Linked DNA regions of Mus musculus: region 1 is linked to region 2. A link is a contact called in public promoter capture Hi-C data. All regions are on one chromosome and are shown on one strand. The core of a region is the stretch at or near the end of the contact, and the rest is flanking DNA. Distances in the headings are between cores, read along the strand shown.

The links. Promoter capture Hi-C pulls out the DNA fragments that hold promoters and counts their contacts.
Region 1: a promoter capture Hi-C map of embryonic stem cells shows a contact between it and region 2, with 3 times the contacts expected there. The contact joins the promoter of Tnnt1 here to the enhancer-like site in region 2. A contact is called at or near these places in 5 of 39 promoter capture datasets (the HPC-7 cell line, cranial neural crest, embryonic stem cells and 2 more) and 3 of 115 datasets of contacts at active chromatin or transcription factors (embryonic forebrain and embryonic stem cells).

Annotation. Positions count from the first base shown.
Region 1 is chr7:4,514,320-4,517,232 of GRCm38.p6, reverse strand. Tnnt1 (troponin T1, skeletal, slow) reads left to right here and starts at 1,258. Exons shown (of 14, transcript NM_001277903.1): 1 at 1,258-1,302; 2 at 2,854-2,896. The coding sequence starts at 2,865.
Region 2 is chr7:3,359,037-3,361,932 of GRCm38.p6, reverse strand. The region is part of intron 4 of Cacng7 (calcium channel, voltage-dependent, gamma subunit 7); the gene reads right to left. Among named protein-coding and RNA genes, the nearest start is that of Cacng7, 28 kb to the right of the region's middle. Within about 2 kb of position 1,407, at least 4 of the 459 cell types and tissues checked have an H3K27ac peak or open chromatin away from gene starts, as enhancers often do. A contact at or near this core is called in embryonic stem cells, where this site is marked.

The sequences.
Region 1 (2,913 bases), core at 9-2,508, 1.2 Mb before region 2:
GAAGGCTTGAGAAAGAGAGACAGAGAGACACATGGCCCAGACACAGAGGGGCAGAGCCCAAGTGATAAACAGCTTAGAGAAATATACAGACACACCGACCGCCAGAAACACACGGACAAAACCACAGAGAGATCGTGTTAATCCCACCACTGGAAAGTGGTGGCTGGAGGATCAGAAATTCAAGGCTGTACTTAGTTACATAATGAGTTCTAGTCTAATGAGGGCTACATGGGACCTACTATGTGGAACATCTTTCATTTCAAATCTTTTATCTCATTCCCCAAACAAACAAAAACCAAAAGCTATGCAGAATTTCACAGCAATCCAGATGACAGACAATGGACATGTGTGTGTGTGTGTATGTGTGTGCACACACACACATACACAGAGAGAGAGAGAGAGGGAAGAGAGAGGAGAGAAAGATCAAAGAGTCCAAACCCAAGAGGGGAAGAGAAGCCCAGAACACCCACAGAAACAGAACTGCACTGGAGGGAGGCATGGAGGGGGCGAGAAAGCTTGCCTTGCCACCACTAGCTTCCCTGGAGTTCAAGGTCACGGCTTGACTGGGAGTGGGGGTTGGTGGTGGGAGGATACTAAAAATGTTCCTGTTGGTTAGAAAGAGGAGGGGCTGGGAGAGTGAGGGCTCTCCAGTCTGACATCTCATCCCCTCCCCCCTCCCCACACCTGCTTCCCAGCTTTAGCTGCCTGTTGTCACCACGGTGGAATTCTGGTGGTGGACAAAAGAGTGGGGGTAGGGAGGGGGGAGACATTTGGACAGAGACAGAGAGGAGAGAGATGGAGGAAGCGGGGGGGGGGGCATGTGGGGAGGGGGGAAGGACACAGAATATACAGATGGAGGCCAGAGACAGAGGCCATGAGAGAAGTTTGAGAGAAGCCACACAGAGGTAGAAATAGAACCTCACTTAAGACATTCCCCTGGGTCATTAAGCCTCCTTTTCCTGTACTGTTTCCAGTCTTGGGAACTCCAAAGCACTGGGTATTGTTGGGTACTCTAAGAGGGTTTGAGGGGTGGCCTGATGGAGCCTGAGCCCTACGGTGTTTGCTGATGGAAATCCTACAGGGATGTTGAAGCCGATGACAGGTGTTGGACCCCCAAACTGGATGGAGCCAGAGGGGGCAGGGCAGGGCTCTGAGCATGGGGGATGGTGTCTGAATATCGGAATCCTCGCCCCCTCCTCCAACCTGGGGCGGGGCTCAGCACCTAGCTATAAATCCAGGGGGTGCGTCACTGTCCTCAGAAGCCTCAGACTCCCTCTACAGCATCTGTGGACCCAGCCTTAGGTAACTGTCTCTGAGTTCTTAACACTGATGTCTTTGGGGAATGGGGGCCAGGTGTGACAGTGGGGACAGAATATTCTCTTCCTTCCTCCTCCTCCTCCTCTTCCTCCTTCTTTGAGACAGTCCCATTCGGTAGCCCAGGCTGGCCTTGAGTTTGCAATCCTTCTGCCTCCTGAGAGTTGAGATTATAGGCAGCAGCAACCCAGCTAAGCCTGAGCCTTTGGGAAGACTTGGAGTGGCAAAAGTGGAGGGGTAGAATCTGGGGGGGGGGTACATAATCTGGGGCTGCTCTTCTTAACATTGTGGAGGAAGCATTCTGAAGGCAGAGGCATGTGGATCTCTATGAGTTCAAGTCTAGCCTGGTTTACAGAGTTCTGACTAGTCAGGGCAACATAATAATATCATCTCAAACCAAAGCAAAACCAAACAAAAACGGTTCAGAGACTGGGAAATTGTGGAAGGGCAGGTGCCCCGTGAATTAAGCTTTGGAGAGTATGAGGTACGGGGAACTGGGGAGGGCTTAGGGCCAGAAGTCCCAGTGCTCAAGAGGTTGAGGCAGAGGATTTTGAGTTCAGGGCCAGCTGAGAAACAACAATGTCCTGTCTTGGAATACAAACAAAGAAACAGCCAACTATTAGGAACAGTGACACTGTTATTCGTGGTGTCCTAAAAGGGATCCCTGAGTTTGGTTGTCAGGTATTTGAGGATCTTATATCTGGGGGCAGACTGTTCTGATGTTCTGGGAGGCACAAGAATCAGGAATTCAAGGTTATCCTTGGCTACATAGTGAGTCTAAGGCTAGTTTGGGTTATATGAGACCGTGTCTCAACACCACCCTCCAACCCTCTTCCAATCCTGAGGGTCTGAGACTGTTAGTGCCCAGAATTCATGTGCTGGTATGAACTGGGCACCCAACCGAGAGATGCGAAGATTTCTTGGTCTCACACAACAGGGGCATAGGACTGGATCTCAGAATCTGTGGGTAGTGAGCTTTGAAGATCTCAACCTGGGGGCTTTCAGGCCTAGAACAGCAGAGTTTGGATGAGGGGGTCACTGACTTTAGGGTCTCAGGACGAAGCTGCTCTTGATACAGCCATCCCTTTGTGGAATGTAGGGGGAAGGGGAAAGCGGGACAGGATGGGAGGAATCAGGGCTGTGGTAGGAGGGGAGCAGTGGGGCTGGGGTGGGGGGAGCCCCACTTCTCCAACTCCTTATTGGGAAATGTCCTCTGTTTCTTTGTCTGTGACATTCCCCCAAAATAGCACTAGAAGTGGGGCAGCTATTGTCTTTAAATCCTGTCCCTTTTCCAGTATCTACTAATCCCTCCAGGGATCAGGTTCTCATGGACCTGTCCCAGGACAAAAGAAAACAGCTGTGGTGAAGGAGGCCTACTGCCGCCTGCTTGTGGGGCTGCGGCCTGGCCTCCATGGCCTGGGCTGGGCTGGATGCCAGCCTTCCCAGATCCCATTCCTCCTCCATCAGACTCAGGAGTTCAGGCACCAGCCCCCTTCCTTAGGGATCTATCTCACTCAGCCTCCTCTCTCTGGTCTGCAGGTCTCTCCAGGATGTCAGACACCGAAGAACAAGAATATGAGGAGTGAGCAACGCAGTCTG
Region 2 (2,896 bases), core at 158-2,657:
CTCTTCTGATTTCTGTGAACACCAAGCACACGTATGATGCACAGACAGACATGTGGTCAAAACGTCCTTTTTTTTTTTTTCTCCCAAAAAGAATACAGTTGAGGTAGGCAGTTATCCCAGCACTCGGAAGGTAGAGGTAGCTCTCTGTGAGTTTGAGGTCAGCCTGGTATATAAAGTTCCAGAACAGCCAGCTCTACACAGAGAAACCCTGCCTTGGAAAAAAACCCAAAATAAAAGAATACAGGAGGGGGAGGGAGAGGATGGGTGGGTGAGGAAGCACCCTCATACAGGCAAAGGGGAGGGGGGAATACGTGGGATGGGGGAACGGTTGCTGGAGAGGTAACCAGGAAGTGGGATATTATTTGATACAAAGGAATGGAATGATTAATAAATTTAAAAAAATTTTTTTTAAAAAAAGAATACAGCCGGACATGGGAATACGCCTTTAATCCCAGCACTCAGGAGGCAGAGGCAGGTGGATTTCTGAGTTCGAAGCCAGCCTGGTCTACAGAGTGAGTTCCAGGACACCCAGGGCTATACAGAAAAACCCTGTCTCAAAAAAAAAACAAAAAAACAAAAAAACAAAAACAAAAACAAACAAACAAAGAATACAGTAAAAAGGCTGAAGAGATGGCTCAGTGTTCAGTAGCACTTACTGCTCTTACACAGGACCCACATATAAAAGTTCATGGCTAGGGGCTGGAGAGATGGCTAAGAGCACGAACTACACTTCCAGAAGTCCTGAATTCAATTCCCAGCAACCACATGGTGGCTTATAACCATCGGTAATGGGATCCTATCCCCTCTTCTGGGATCCCCTCTTCAGGAGTGTCTGAAGACAGCAACAGTATATAAAGAAAAGAAATAAATCTTTTTTAAAAAAGTTCATGGCTAGCCTGATCCATTGTGAGTTCAAAGCCAACTTGAGCAACCTAGTAAAACTGTTGTCAAAATAACAAAGGGGAAAACAAAACAAAACAAAACAAAACAAAACAAAACAAGAGGGCTAAGGGTGTGGCTTAGTGGTAGGATGCTTCCTAGAATCCCCCAGTAAGGGGCAGGGAATGTGGAAGTGGAGGAGACTTGCCTAGCTTGTGTGAGGCCCTAAATTCAATCCTCAGTGTTGAATGGGGGGAAAGAACCAACCCAGCCCATGTGCATCTGCTTGTTTTTGCAAAACTAAGCCTGAGGAGGGAAGCTGACAAACAAGAGAGGCTGATTGCACCAGGGCGGAGGGAGAACAAGGAGCTGAGGAGAAGTACACACATTTGCAGGATTTTCATCCCTGGAATTATGTTAGTATTTTATACATTCAAGGAATAAACCCAAAGCCAGGTGTGATGGCGGAAAGCTTGCTGAATAGGGGGAGGGGGTGGAGAGCAGTCAAAGCCACACAGCAAACTCTGTCTCAACAGCAAAGCAAGCCAAAGCAAGCAAACACATAGCAACAATAAATAAATAAGAACAAGAGTGGTGAACAATCCCGGTAACTTTCATTCTCGTCCCTCCCTCCTTCTTTCCCTCTTTTGTTGTTGTTGTTGTTGTTGTTGTTGTTGTTGTTGTAGGATAGGCTGGCTCTCCCTTGCTATGCCCCACAGCCTGACTTCAAGCTGTTGATCCCCTGCCTCCAACTCCAGAGTGCAGATCCCATAAGCGTGCCACCACACCTGCTTCAACTTCTTTCTGAACTCGTTCCCCAAGGGAAGCGACTCTCTCCAGAGCCAAGGGCACAAGCCAAGGACAGTAAAGTGTCCTTTTGTCCAAAAATAAGAAATTACACCCAGGAGGTAGTGGTGTACTCCTTTAATCCCAGAAATTGGGAGTCAGAGGCAGGCATATCTCTGAGTTTGAGGCCAGCCTGGTCTACAGAGCTAGCTCCAGTTCTCTGTGTACCCCTGGCTGTCCTGGAAGTCACTCTGTAGACCAGGCTGGCCTCGAACTCAGAAATTTGCCTGCCTCTGCCTCCAGAGTGCTGGGATTAAAGGCATGTGCCACCACGCCTGGCTTATAACCCAAATTCTTTTTTTTTTTTTTTTTTTTTTAAATTTTTTTTTTTTGATTTTTCTTTTTTTTTTTTTTTTTTTTAAAGATTTATTTATTTATTATATGTAAGTACACTGTAGCTGTCTTCAGACACTCCAGAAGAGGGCATCAGATCTCATTACGGGTGGTTGTGAGCCACCATGTGGTTGCTGGGATTTGAACTTTGGACCTTCGGAAGAGCAGTCGGGTGCTCTTACCCACTGAGCCATCTCACCAGCCCATAACCCAAATTCTGTACAGATTATTTTGTTATTTGAAATATGGTCTGCGGGCTGGAGAGATGGCTCAGCGGTTAAGAGCACTGACTGCTCTTCCAGAGGTCCTGAGTTCAATTCCCAGCAACCACATGGTGGCTCACAACCATCCATAATGAGATCTGACACCCTCTCCTGGTGTGTCTGAAAACAGCTACAATGTACTTACATATAATGAATAAATATTTAAAAAAAAAAAAGAAATATGGTCTGCACCTAGCCCAGACTGGGTAGAACTTGCTATGTAGCTAAATATGACCTTACCTTCACTAATTCTCCTGCCTCCACTTCCTGGGGTGACAAGCGTGCACTGCCATGCCTGTCTTATGCATTTCTGGGGAAGGAAACCATGCTCTTCAATGCCAGACAAGCACTCTACAAACTGAGCCACATTGCAGCAACAGATCTGTACATTTTTAATTGGGTAAATAAAATGTCTCATTGAGTCAAAGTGCCACACAAGCCTGATGGCTTAAGTCCAATCCTCAGACCCATGATGCAGAGAGACACGACTTCTCAAAGGTGTTGTCTGACCTCCAAACTCAGTGACAAAAGCAAGCTTGCATTCATACAAACACATATATAATAATAATAATACT